Linked DNA regions of Triticum aestivum: region 1 is linked to region 2. A link is a contact called in public HiCAR-type data. All regions are on one chromosome and are shown on one strand. The core of a region is the stretch at or near the end of the contact, and the rest is flanking DNA. Distances in the headings are between cores, read along the strand shown. Region 1 holds the start of LOC123088275 (cyclin-dependent kinase F-4). Region 2 holds the start of LOC123088274.

Region 1 (7,471 bases), core at 53-2,552, 310 kb before region 2:
CGACAATGGAATGCTGCCATGGTAAACCCCGTTTCTTCAAAGCAACAGCCCCATAATAATAGTGTTTCTCCAAAAGAAAACTCACAGTTTGGTCTAATCAAACCTTCCGCTAATTATGGTGACTCATTATACTAACAGCATAAGCATGATCAGAACATCATGCGACGAGTCAGGATATAACAAAGTAACCAAAACACGTAACCAGCACAACAACCATGTGTTCCCGTCATCCATTCCTTCTTCCTACCTTCAAATTCACGCAAGTAATGCCAACTGTGATGGCAACTTAACACCACCGAACGAATTCCCCGCACAATTCACTGACCAGACACAGGCTGTGATCCCCCCTGCCAAACTCCCCCGGATTCTACCAGCAACACCAGCAGCCAAAACCAGCGAATCTCGCGTCGATCTGACCAAACCCCCTACCCATATCCTAGACCGCGCTAGCGCCGACAGAGCCACAGCCGTGCGAACCCCACCAACATCGACCCGTGCTTGCATCATCCATCAGTACCTACAAATCCGCGCAAGGAAAACAGCACGATGCACAGCTGAATCGCTGCAGGATTCATCAAAGCAGATGAGCCGGACGAAACTATGCCCGTGCCACCACCCACTGCTACAGTATAATAGAATCATATATATGGATCAAATATATAGCGCCCAGACCAGAACACGTAGCCGAATTCGCCTAAATCTAGGAAACTAGTGGTGAACACCAGCACCGCCGAGCGCATAATTCACCGGCCAGGCACGCACCGATTCCACCCGCCAAGCCCTCCCCGGTTTTACCAACAACGGCGGCGACCCAGCCCGGCGAATCGCGCGCCGATCGGACCAAACCCTCCCCCCCGGATCTCAGACCCCCGCGCCGCCGCGACCGAGCCGCAGCCGCGCGAATCCCACCGGCCAAACCCGAATTATACACTCAAACAGTCGCCCAAACCCCTCCCGCGCCGATCCTACCGAGCCGCCGCGCCGGAATCGGATTCCGGGATCGCGCGGGGACGGGAACATGACGTAGCAGAGCGGAGCGGAGAGAACCGCGTGGCGTGGCGGGACGGCAAGTACCTGGGCGCCTCTCGGCATAACAACGCGCCGCCGCCGCCGAAGGACGCGCCCGCCGCCGTGGGGGGATCCAGCGTGGGGGGAGGGGTCAACACCGCGGCAGCGCCGGCGGAGGTCTTCTCTGCTCGGTGGTGGATTGATTTTTCTCCTCTGCCTCTGCCTCTGCCTCTCTCTCTCTCTGTCTGCTTCCGTCTCGGCGTGTCCCTCTTCCTCTCGTTATTTATCCCGTCCGTCGGTGGGTCCGACGTGGCGGCCGCCCTTTTGTATATTGACCCCTGAGGAACATGGGTTTCGCAGAACGGGGCTCCCCGCGGTTCCTTTCGGCCCACGACGAGGAGGACGGGTCCGCCTCGGCGACGCCTACGCGTGAGGTGGATGAACGGATGGTCTCCCCTTCCACGTGCCCGCCAGCGATATTTTTCTGCTCTGGGGTTTCCAGGAAGGAAAGCTCCGTTGTTTGTTTATTGTCAAGTGGCGACGAACGCCCGCCGACTACCATGACAGTAACTTTCTAGTTAGGTTAACTAAATAAGGCAGGTTTAGATTTACCTAGATCCTGCATATCCTTGCCTTTGAGAAACGGCAAGGGCCTACTTCATTCGTACTCCCTTCGTCCGAAAATACTTGTCATCAAAATGGACAAAAAGGGATGTATCTAGAACTAAAATACATCTACATACGTCTCCTTCTATTCATTTTGTTGACAAGTATTTCTGGACGGAGGGAGTATGATTCCAAAAACGAACAAGATATAAAGGGGGGAAAAGAAGCCAGATTTGCAAAAAAATTATGGTCTTTAGGATTGTGTTTGCACCGTCCAAGGAATTCGAGTGGATGAAAACTGTGAGTTTTTATATAGTGGAAATGGAGTAGTTGTCGTGGAGAATCACCGTGACTTTATTATTGTATTAAACCTACAAATCAAACAAACCTCATCTATGAAGTAGGATTTCCGCCCTCCGATTTTCTAAGAATTCTTTTTACGATGAAAATTTTCAAAAAGATACTCCATGGTTTGAATATGAAGAAAGGTCGTATAATTATTTGTCCCGTTATCAACCCTTTTATTAATTAGAATGACGCCTCTCACTTAAGAGCAGAGTGTAGTATAACCTCTGGGTGAGAAAACACAGGAGGATGCGTAGCCTCCCTCAAACCTGCAGTTGGATTCCCACTTCACTGTTTTTTGGATCGTGTTTGCACGTCCAATGAATTTGAGTGGATGGAAATTTTGAGTTTATGTTGTGTATAAATGAATTATTATTTTCCGTACAAATTTAACCATAACTGAGTAAAGAAATGCATAAAGAAACCTCACACTTTTTTCTTTCGAACCATGCAAGAGTAGAAAAACAATTAACCAAAATCAAAACTCTACAAGAGCTGCTGAGACTAGTGGATTTTCCATCTCCACGCACCCAGTTTTTCCTCTCTCTCTCTCTCTCTCTCTCTCTCTCTCCATAAATATCTCTGTGTCCAAATGAGAAAAGGAGAAGAAAGATGCACGCAAAATAATATAGCACTACAGTATATAGAAGAAAACATGTCATTGTCCATTCGCCAAAAAGAAGAAGAAGAAGAAAACATGTCATTATCCCACCACGCACAACACCGTTGGAGAGATTCAATAATGGCGAATGGTCCATGCCCACCTTGCCTTGTTTAAGCCGTTTGACCGCGAGATTAGGAATGAGATTACAGCTTTGATCCGATCTTAATTCCAGGACAACAACACGCATATATGCATGCGCCCACTTGCGCAGAGGATATTTTTGTGCCAAGAAAAACTTGCACCATTCGTTCATTCGTTCATGCTTGCGTGCGCCCATCTGTCGTCGATCGGCTCGTGCCTTGACAATGTGGATCAATTATTGTTAAAAAGTGTGAACGATTTGACGAATAATCAAATTTGTTCGATTTCCTGATAAAATATTTAGATGGTGCCGTCGTGCCGCGATTGTTTGTAGATGGAGGCGGGGGAAATTAGTGTTATCCTGGCCGGTTTAATTAGGTTGCGAAGGTATTATTAGTGGCAGTGCATGGATGCATAGTTGGTTTGGTATTGTTTGGTATGTTTTGGTAAGGCCATGAGGTTGCTGGTCTGGCTGCACGCCACCGCGGCAACGAGTGTTCTGCCTGCCGGTTTGAATGGCCTGTGTTGGTTGGGGTTGGCCCGCATGATTAGTTCGGATCACGCTTTACAGTCAGGGCCGCGTCACTGCCGCGCGTTTCCTCTTGTTTATAGCTTCTCGTATCTGCAAATGATTTCCATTGTTATTATACTAAGTACTGTACTTTACTATGGCAGTTAACACGAGGTGGGGCACGTTGTTTGTCCCATCTAAACCAAACAGGGAGGGACTTATAGGGATTTAAAGTGGGCATTTGAGACTTATGAAATAAGAGGGTGTTCGTTTCCGGGGACTTATTGATTTAGGGACTTAAAAAAGTCCTAGGACTTATGAACCAAACAGGGCCTAAGCACCGCCGCAATCCATTCCTTGGAGGGCCTAATTAAAGTAGTACTACATAGGTAATAATTTTTTAATAGTTTTATTGCACAAATGCCCGTGTGTTACAATGGGAGACAAAAAACCCTCACTTCACTAATGCAATGGCTCACATCGCCAGATATTACGACATCAACAAGCTCCTCGAAATCCTCCACGCTGTTACATGAGAAACAATATAATATTAAAAGCGTTGTACAAAGATCCTCTATCTTTTTATAATATAATAAAGAAAAGTGCAGAGTTTGTGTCGCACATAGCAGGGACTTCGGGTTCGACAGCTTGTACTTTGGTGACGAGTGCTTCTGAGTCAAGCGGAAAAATAAGAGTAACGATTTATTTTATTCTCGGGAATATATAGCATATGACCCCAAAAAATTATGACTTTTTTATTGTGATTTAGACATAGTTTCTTTTGCGTGTGTTATACATAATATTTTTCTCTTGAATTAAACAATTTCGATACGTCAAATATTAGTATTACAACATCATATCTTAGTTCTTCACATCAACAGTTTTGATATAAAGTAGTAGTTCAACCGTGGCATGTGCAGCTAAAAAAACACCTACCAATTCAGTTAAAAATGAATCGGTTCAACAAATTTAGACACAAAGAAGAAATTCAGCGGCTAATTAACTGAATAAGCCTCAGACAAAGTAGGAAAATTATGATATTTTTGGAGCATAATTAAAAATTGTCTCTCGGTATACGAGGAGAAGTAACTATTGATACTAAATTTTCTTGTCGAATATCTTATTGTTCTTAAAGAAAGTATAGTCTACTTTGATTGGAATTTGATTATACTTTACTTTAACTTTAATCTTATGTCCTGTTTTACTGGTTAAATTTTTATGTTTAAGCCCTATAAGCTAATTTTACAGAAATCAAATATATGTACTACTTTAATTTCTTTTTTATTATTTGGAAATACATATATAAATCAACTTGTATTCTTTATGCACGGGCATGTCTGCTCATGCCTTCCAATGCGATGGGCGCCACACCGTCTGATCTGGGAGACCGGCCGCACATGTGATGATGATCCGATTGCATGCTACTGTCATGTCCGCCATGGGTGATGCTGTGTAAGCCGCGCGTTAGTACATCCTATTAATTTTTTTTGAATCACTCAAAATCTTGACCGGCCACGATCTAAGTTTCCATAAAAAAAGTATACACATGTTTTATATATATTCCTGGCTCATAATTGAGTTGTGACGTACATGCAAGCATTCTTGGAGATGCACTCGGGCTCAGGGGACCAGCGGATGGCTTCTTTGGTAGAGCGGTGTTTGTTTCTATATATTCATGGCGGCGGTTCTGGGCGGCAAGGAGTAGCGGAGGCTTGGCGTAAGATGTGTGGTGATGGACACGCGCGGGAGGTCGACGCTGTCTGGCATCGTGGTGGCGTCGGTGGCAGCTAGACCGGGCAAGGTCGATGCAACAGTACAACTCTGAAGATGGATTGGTGGCAGGTGGCTGCGGTGGCCCCATACCCGGCAGGCGTCCTGATTGAGGAACACGCCGGACTGGTGGGTGCCCATACCCGGCAGGCGTCCTGGTTGGGACCTCGGGGTCTTAGATGTTAGGTTTGGCTGCGAGGTCTGTTTGGTATTAGGCCCAGACTATCAGTGCCCCTTCATCAACTGGATAGGAGTAGCGACAGATGTTGCTTAGATGGTGCCTTTGATCTTACTGTTGTATGACTTTGTAAGGTCTTGTGTTAATAATTAATAAAATGATCGTATGTATTGTCCAGATGCAGGCCGCGGGTATTCCTCTTTTTTTTAAAAAGTCATGGCGGACGCAGGGTTGCGTTATTATTTAATTCCCTCTTTCCTTCTATATCCTTCCTCTTTCCTTCTTTGTTTTTCTAATCACATCTGAAATCCCTCTTCTTTTCCTTATTCTCTCGATCTTTCTTTCTTTCCTTATTCTGTCAATGACTCTTTCCTTCCTTATTATGAGACGTCTTATTTCCTCAATGATTCCTGAGATGGCTCCTCGATACCCAAAAAAAAAACAAGACGTATATAAATTAGGAAAATTGGATCTAAACGAGCAAAGGTGAGACTATTAAATAGGTTAATCAACATTGTATTCTCATATCTTAGGATGCAACTTTTTTTTAAACTCAACCACACTTTTATTTAACCATCCCACGTGGGGATCTCGTCCGAGACAGTCTACAAAATAAAGTCTGGGGCACATGCAGCCACACCTTGCATAATTTATTTGACACTGCTTCCCTAGGTAACAAGTGGGCAGCTTTATTAACATCACGCCTAACCCACGATACATTCCAACTCTCCCTCGAGGTTAGCAGTTGCTTGACCTCCTCCCCAATAGGCCCCAGCGGTGAAAAATCCTTCTCCGTGCATTGAAGTTTTCATACGATCTCCTTGCAATCCATCTCGATATGTAGGTTGGCGATGTTCAACTCCTCACCTACCTGGGCGGCTCTCCTGCAAGCCAGGAGCTCCATCCTCGCTGGGTCGCTCCTCGGTGGGAGGACATGGCAAAAGCCTCCGAGAAAAGCACCGTCGTGGTTTCGAAATATCATCCCAGCTCCTCCGCTGTCACCCCCCTTTGATGTGGCTCCGTCGACATTGGCTTTCACCCACCCCTCCTCCGGAGGCCTCCATTTTTCCTTCACCGCCAATGTGTTCTGCTTGCTCTTGCGACAGTGAATTCATTGCCACTCACCCATCAGTTGGAAAACTCTATTCGCTATCTCCTCCGCCTCCTCAATCTGTGCTACCTCTTGAGCATGCGTTGGTTTTTCCTTGAAGAGGAAAGGGTGATGCAGCAAAGTAGCGTAAGTATTTCCCTCAGTTTTTGAGAACCAAGGTATCAATCCAGTAGGAGGTTACACGCAAGTCGCTTTGTACCTGCACGAACAAATAAGAACCTTGCAACCAATGCCATAAAGGGGTTGTCAATCCCTTCACGGGCACTTGCAAAAGTGAGATCTAATAGAGATAATAAGATAAATATTTTTGGTATTTTCGTTGTATAGATTGAAAAGTAAAGATTGCAAAATAATAAACCAGATGCAATGTAAATAAAAGAGATATAATACAATGGAAAAGAGACCCGGGGCCATAGGTTTCACTAGTGGCTTCTCTCAAGATAGCATATCTTACGGTGGGTGAACAAATTACTGTCGAGCAATTAATAGAAAATCGCATATTTATGAGAATATCTAGGCATGATCATGTATATAGGCATCACGTCCATGACAAGTAGATCGAAACGATTCTGCATCTACTACTATTACTTCACGCATCGACCGCTATCCAACATGCATCTAGAGTATTAAGTTCATAAGAACAGAGTAACGCATTAAGCAAGATGACATGATGTAGAGGGATAAACTCAAGCAATATGATATAAACCCCATCTGTTTATCCTCGATGGCGACAATACAATACGTGCCTTGCTGCCCCTTCTGTCACTGGGAACGGACACCGCAAGATTGAATCCAAAGCTAAGCACTTCTCCTATTGCAAGAAAGATCAATCTAGTAGGCCAAACCAAACTGATAATTTGAAGAGACTTGCAAAGATATCAAATCATACATATAAGAATTCAGAGAAGAATCAAATATTGTTCATAGATAATCTTGATCATAAACCCATAATTCATCGGATCTCGACAAACACACCGCAAAAAGTATTACATCAGATAGATCTCCTAGAAGATCGAGGAGAACTTTGTATTGAAGAAGCCATCTAGCTAATAACTATGGACCCGAAGGTCTGTGGTAAACTACTCACACATCATCGGAGAGGCTATGGTGTTGATGTAGAAGCCCTCCTTGATCGATTTCCCTTCCGGTGGAGCACCGGAAAAGGCCCCAAGATGGGATCTCACGGGTACAGAAGGT
Region 2 (6,689 bases), core at 1,994-4,493:
TGTGTTGGTTTTTCCTTTGAAGAGGAAAGGGTTATGCAGCAAAGTAGAGATAAGTATTTCCCTCAGTTTGAGAACCTAGGTATCAATCCAGTAGGAGGTACAAGCAAGTATCCAATCTATACACCTACACAAACAATCAAACACTTGCACCCAACGTGATAAAGGGGCTGTCAATCCCTTCACTGTCACTTGCAAGGATGAGATCTGATAGAGATAGATATAAAAGATTACTAAAACGTAAAATAAAATAAAAACAAATAAATTGCAGCAAGGTATTTTTGGGTTTTTTGGTTTATAGATCTGAAAATATATGATGGGAAATAGACACCAGGGCCATAGGTTTCACTAGAGGCTTCTCTCTTGAAAGAAAACATAAGGTGTGTGAACAAATTACTGTCGAGCAATTGATAGAAAACCGCAAAGTTATGACGATATCCAAGGCAATTATTATGAATATAGGCATCACGTCCATGTCAAGTAGACCGAAATGATTCTGCATCTACTACTATTACTCCACACATCGACCGCTATCCAGCATGCATCTAGAGTATTAAGTTCATAAGAACGGGGTAACACCTTAAGTAAGATGACATGATGTAGAGGGATAAACTCAAGCAATATGATGAAAACCCCATCTTTGTACCCTCGATGGCAAGAATACAATAAGTGTCTCGCTACCCCTACTATGTCACTGGGTGAGGACACCGCAAGATTGAACCCAAAACTAAGCACCTCTCCCATTGCAAGAAGAACCAATCTAGTTGGTCAAACCAACCCGATAATACGAAGAGAAATACAAAGACATCAAATTATGCATATAAGAATTCAGAGAAGATTCAAACAATATTCATAGATAATCTGATCACAAATTACAATTCATGGGATCTTGACAAACACACCGCAAAAGAATATACATCGGATAGATCTCCAAGAACATCAAGGAGAACATTGTATTGAAGCTCAAAGAGAGAGAAGCCATCTAGCTACTAGCTATGGACCCGTAGGTTTGAGGTAAACTACTCACGCTTCATCGGAAGGGCAATAGAGTTGATGTAGAAGTCATCCACGATCGAATCCCCCTCCAGCGGGATGCCGAAAAAGGCCCCTAGATGGGATCTCATGGGTACATCAGGTTACGGCGGCATAAAAGTATTTTGATGGACGCTTCTGGTCATTTGGGAATATTTATGAATTTAGAGGCCAAGAATTAGGGTTGGAGGAGCTCCGAGGGGCCCACAAGCCCTCTGGGCGCCCCCCCATAGGGCGCGCCCCTGAGGCTTGTGGCCGCCTCGGGACTCCTCTCACTTCATCTCTAAGTCCTACGGGTGTCTTCTGGTCCAAGAAGTATCATCGCGAAAGTTTTATTCCGGTTGGACTTCGTTTGATATTTTTTTTTGTAGAACTCAAAACAAGGAAAAAACAGAAGCTGGCATTGGGCTCTAGGTTAATAGCTTTGTCCCAAAAATAATTTAAAATTGTATATTGATGCATATAAAACATACAAAACAGATAATATAATAACTTAGAATAATAAAAAAGTATAGATACGTTGGAGACGTATCACCCCGCTGCTCGCTGCCGCCGCAGCAACACGCCCCGCAGCCGGGTACTGGTGCTTCAACGACGGCTCCAACGGCGGCGTGCGGCACACTGTGAGACAGGGGCGCTCCGGTCGGTGCTCTAACGACGGCGCGCGGCGAGAAGGGGCGTTCCGGCTGCTGCTCCAACGGCGACGCACGGCAAGACATGAGCGCTCCAGCTGCTGCTCCAACGGCTGCTACTCCAGCGGCGCGCGGCTCCGTCGCCCCATCAGATTCAGGTCGGGTACTAGTTGGGACCGCATCGGATGTTGTCCGGAGCTGGGCGGGACTGCGTCGGATGTTGGTTCAGCTGGCCGCCGTGTGCCGCGCGTAGCCGCAACCGCGTGCTAGACAGCTAGCTAGCTGCTAGCCGCATCCTTGCGTGCACATGCGTGCTAGCTAGCCGCGCCCATGCACATGCGGTGGCGGAGACAGCGCCGACAAACGCGAGGAGGAGAGCAGCGAGCCGAGCCATGGCGGGGCGGTGAGCTACTGCTAAGCAAGCGCGCGGGCACAACGCGGTTGTGGAGACGACATCGGTGAACGCGAGGAGGAGAGGGCGAGCCGAGCCATGGCGGGGCGGGGCGGCACTGAGCTGCTGCTGCGCGGGTGCACAGCGCGGCGCGGAGACGACGCCGTCGAACGTGAGGAGGAGAGCAGCGAGCCGAGCCATGCTGGGGCGGGACGGCGGCAAGCTGTTGCTGTGCGGGCATAGCGCGGTGCAGAGACGGTTCCGGCGAACGCGAGGAAGAAAATAGCGAGCCGAGGCGGGACAACAACGAACTGGAGGAGCTTGGGACGGGGCGTGGCGCGTCCGTTTGGGGTCCTTTCACCTCTGCGCGTTGGGCGCAGATGCTCCAGCATCTGTCAGCCCCCCGGACGTTGCCACAATCACATTTCAAACGGACAAAAAGGGATGTCCGTTTCGGGTCTAGCGTTGGAGTTGGCACTATAAGCGGACGTCATGGCAATGTGGGAGAGTGAAAAACCGACATTGACTCGAATTGGCCCGATGATGAACGACAGGACATAGAGGGCCGATAGGGATGGTTACGGGGACATGGTGTGGCCACCGAGCAAGCAAACCTTCGAGAGCGGTGAGACCCATACTCGTACCAGCCATCATCATCGTGGGCAACACAAGAGACAAGTGGCATATACTTTATCATTTCCTTTTTTTGCAAAGGCCATCATGCCTAGTTTTTTTTTGAATTTAACTTTATTATATTAACTTAGAAACAACATTGCATTGTCCACGAGCTTATCGACCAAGATGATGGCTTGGAGGCTCATCCGTCCACACAAGCGAAGTCTTCTCACAGTAATCCTAATTAGCTAGCACATGAGTCTACTTTATTTATTACTCCCTCCCTCTGTTCATTAATACTCCTTCCATCCGGAAATACTTGTAGTAAAAATGGATACAAATGAATGTATTTAGAACTAAAATACATCTAGATATATCCATTCATTGGACAAGTGTTTCCCGGATGGAGGGAGTACAAGGAATAGCTAAAAAGAGTTATATTTAGGAACGGAGAGAGCATTAGCAAAGAAAAAAAAAGGTGTTTGTATTTGAGACAAAGGAAAAACAAAGATGTGCCGTTTGACCCACGAGACAGCCGGGTCTTCGCAAATAGGCCCCTCTGGGGAAGAAGAACCGTAGCCTCTCCGGCAGCCCAGGCCCGGCCCAGTTCTTCCCCAGGAGAGGCGGAGGCCCAGCCCGACCCAGGCCCGGTCCACCCAGGAGTTCCTCCCGGAAGTCCGCGTCGCCTTGTCGCGTGCCGGCCGCGCTTCCCCTCCTCTCCCCATCACCGCGCTGTGCCCACCACACGACTCCTCTCCCTCTCTCTCCCCCACCGCACGGACGGAGACAAGCACGCAGGCGAGCAGCTCTCCGGCGACTCGGCGAGGTAAGCCCACCCACCGCCGCCGCCTCCCTTCCGGCAGCCCTCTCCTCGAGTAGCTCCCGGTGCCGTACGCCGGCGTAGCCCCGTCGCTCGACGCGTTAGGATTTGGGCGGGATCTGGCGGCGATCCGCCCGTCGGCGCGGCGGACGGGGATCGCGGGCGCAGGGCGCTCAGTTCCGCATGCCTGGGGCAGGCGCGGATCTGGGCTCCCGTGCCCTCGGATCCAATTCGATTAGGCGCCCGCGGTCCAGGCGGATTCAGGAAGAATCCGCTTCCCCCCGACCAGTTGCTGGCAGGGGCGGGGTGGGGTGGGTATCAAGGAAGGCATGTGGTTGTTCCGGTGGTTGCGCAGATCTCCCGACGGCCGGTCGTGGTTGCTGAGTGTTTTGTCACATTCGATCTGGGATCTCGGGGTGCTGCATGATTGCTGCACGATGTTTTCATGCCTGGTCTGGGACTCCCAGCTCATGCTCAGCGCAGATATCCGTGCTGGCAGTGAAACGGGGAGCAATGGACATTCTGATATATTTCGTGCTGTAGATGTTTTTCGAGAAGAATGTGACAAATGTATTGGCTTATGGTCTTGTATGCAACTCTCGTGCAGGATTGAGTAGCCACTGAAATACTAGCAAACTCTGTGCATAGTGAGAAACTGATAATAATCGGTCATTGCTGTCTGGCATGAATCATACCTAAAGCACACAACAACGATAGCGACCAGCCTTGTATGTTAACGCATACTCTGGTACTTGGAAGACTGGAGTGAACCATTGATAATAGACCGTCCTGCCTCATCTTGGTCATTGATAATAGTACATTATATGATGCATCCATTCGGTCTCCTGAGCCTCATCCTGGATCGATCACATTTCTGTTCTGTGGTTAATGTTTATTTTATATGGCTTCTCCCAGGATGGAAATGCTCTTCAGCAGCCTGTTCTGTGACTCAGCATCATCGGAGAACTTCTCTGGCCATCCGGGTGTTGAGAAATGCCCATTCCTGAGGAACATCAATGGAGCTACAACCTTTTCATTTTCTTCTGCTTTGCCTGTGGCTGTAAGATCTGCCTCTTTTGTTGTTTTGTGATTACAGTGACCAAAGGTTGTGCAATTTTCCTTGACAACATGTGTTGTTCTGCAGGCTCGAGGAGGCAAGGGCCCCATCTTTGAGGATGGACCAGGCTTTGAGTCGGCATTCAAGCTTTTCCATGGACAGGATGGGATAGTTCCCCTTTCAGGAAGATCATATGTGCCTGATGAGTACCACAGTGAGAGCACTGATGTCAAGCCCGAACCTGCCCTTCCCTTTAATCCATTGGCTGCTAGAGCCGCTACCATAAGCCTATCAGCATTTGGACCATTTGGGTTTAACTTCTTTAATGGCAAGGGCAAAAAGCAGAACAAGAAGCCCAACAATCTAGACCAGTCACAGAAGAAGCCTAACAAGCCAGATCAGAATTCCATGAAAGTAATGCCCCAGTTCCCTTCTCATTCTCCCTCTTTATTTGCAAAATCTGAGTGATTTCTTCCTGTCTAACTGCCCTGCAAATAAGGAACCATGAGCCACATGACACACAGCTTTACTGTAACTGTAAGAGAAATGTAAAAGTTATTAGTTGATTTAGAAATAGCAAGGAGCTTTTAGTACAGCATAAAAACCAAGTTCTGATTGGTTAAGTTTTCACTACATTAGCAACATTCTGAGAGTATTAATATTGTATAAGCAAAGGAAAAAATACCTCTCATTTGGTATTCTCCATAACGCAAGACTCGATATGTAATGTTTGTTAGGCTCTGCATATGTTATCCTTTGTGCTCCCTTACTTCCACTTCCATCTAAACTGTGATTCCGTGCGAACTGCGACTTACTATGCATTATTGTCTGCCAAGTTCCAAGTTCATGATTATTTTTTTCTAACGACTGTGTCAATTTTCTTTTCTTTGAAGCTATTAGTCTTTGATTTCTTTTCCATGTTTAGCTTCTTTCAATAGTTAAGTGCTTGTGTTGATTAGAAATGCACTGCTGTGTAACCAAGATTTTCATATATTCAATAGTTTGCTCATGTTCCCCTCTGTATTCTTTTCAGCAAAAAGGAGGCAACCCACCGTCCCACGAGGCAATGAGTGATGAATGGCTAGAAAATGGACAGTGCCCACTCGCTCGGTCTTACCGGGCAATGAGTGGTGTTCTGCCCCTTGTCGCCAAGGCACTACAGCCACCAGCTGGTATGAAGCTGAAGTGTCCGCCTGCAATTGTTGCTGCACGAGCAGCCCTTGCACGCACAACCCTCGTGAAGTCTCTCCGTCCCCAGCCCCTGCCTGCAAAGATGGTAGCCATCGCAATGCTCGGGATGGCAGCAAACGTCCCTCTAGGGGTGTGGCGCGAGCACACCAAGAAATTCTCCCCCCAGTGGTTTGCAGCAGTCCATGCCGCCGTTCCGTTCATTGCGATGCTGAGGAAGTCCGTCAACATGCCCAGGACCGCGATGGTGTTCACCATAGCAGCCTCCATCCTCGGGCAGACCATCGGGTCGAGGGCTGAGCGCATCCGCCTGAAGACTCTGGCTGCAAAGGGCACCACCAGCCCCGCCACCACAGTCACTATCATGTATCCAGACAAGAGCGGCAGCTGCAGCGATGCCGAGGGCAAGGTGTGGGATCCTCTTGCGCTGAAGATGCCTGGCTCTGCTAACGCCGGCGCTCCTGCACCAACCCCTAGCATGTGCTTCTAACCGCGGAATTAGCGGCCAGGTACCGATTTCTATTTATCGTGTATGTAATTGCCTTGCCTGTTCCTAGAAAGCAGAGCTGTTGCGATGTTTTCTGAGGATGAGGCAAGTGGAATAAGGTGATATAGTACCATGTCCTGTTGTGAACCTGTCATGGTGTAACGTCAGTCCATGCATCTGTCATCTGATGCTGATATATATCTACCCAGAAACAAAACAATTATATTGTGGTTGTCCTTGAAGCAATTTGTTATGCCGTGTCTGAAACTTTGGTTGTTGCAGAATAAAGCTTCCCCCCTATATATATACGAGATGTATTTTAACAGTGCAAATTCATGCCTTGACTGTAGACCTATACGGCATTTTTTTTCTTGCTAATGGTTACAAAGGCACAATCGTGAGAAAGTAATTCACTATCACAAGAAAGTAATTTCGGGCACAATGCCTTTTATATAAGTTCTGTACAGGCA

Evidence for each region. HiCAR-type assays count read pairs that join an accessible place to other places.
Region 1: a contact with region 2 is called in a HiCAR-type map of leaf, with 4 times the contacts expected there. The contact joins the promoter of LOC123088275 here to the promoter of LOC123088274 in region 2. A contact is called at or near these places in 1 of 5 Hi-C or Micro-C datasets (leaf) and 1 of 1 datasets of contacts at active chromatin or transcription factors (leaf).

What each region holds. Positions count from the first base shown.
Region 1 is chr4A:710,078,816-710,086,286 of IWGSC CS RefSeq v2.1, reverse strand. It overlaps LOC123088275 (cyclin-dependent kinase F-4), which reads right to left and starts at 1,302. Exons shown (of 17, transcript XM_044510472.1): 1 at 1,075-1,302.
Region 2 is chr4A:709,769,926-709,776,614 of IWGSC CS RefSeq v2.1, reverse strand. It overlaps LOC123088274, which reads left to right and starts at 3,243. Exons shown (of 4, transcript XM_044510470.1): 1 at 3,243-3,493; 2 at 4,403-4,547; 3 at 4,632-4,958; 4 at 5,578-6,551. The coding sequence starts at 4,404. The coding sequence ends at 6,222.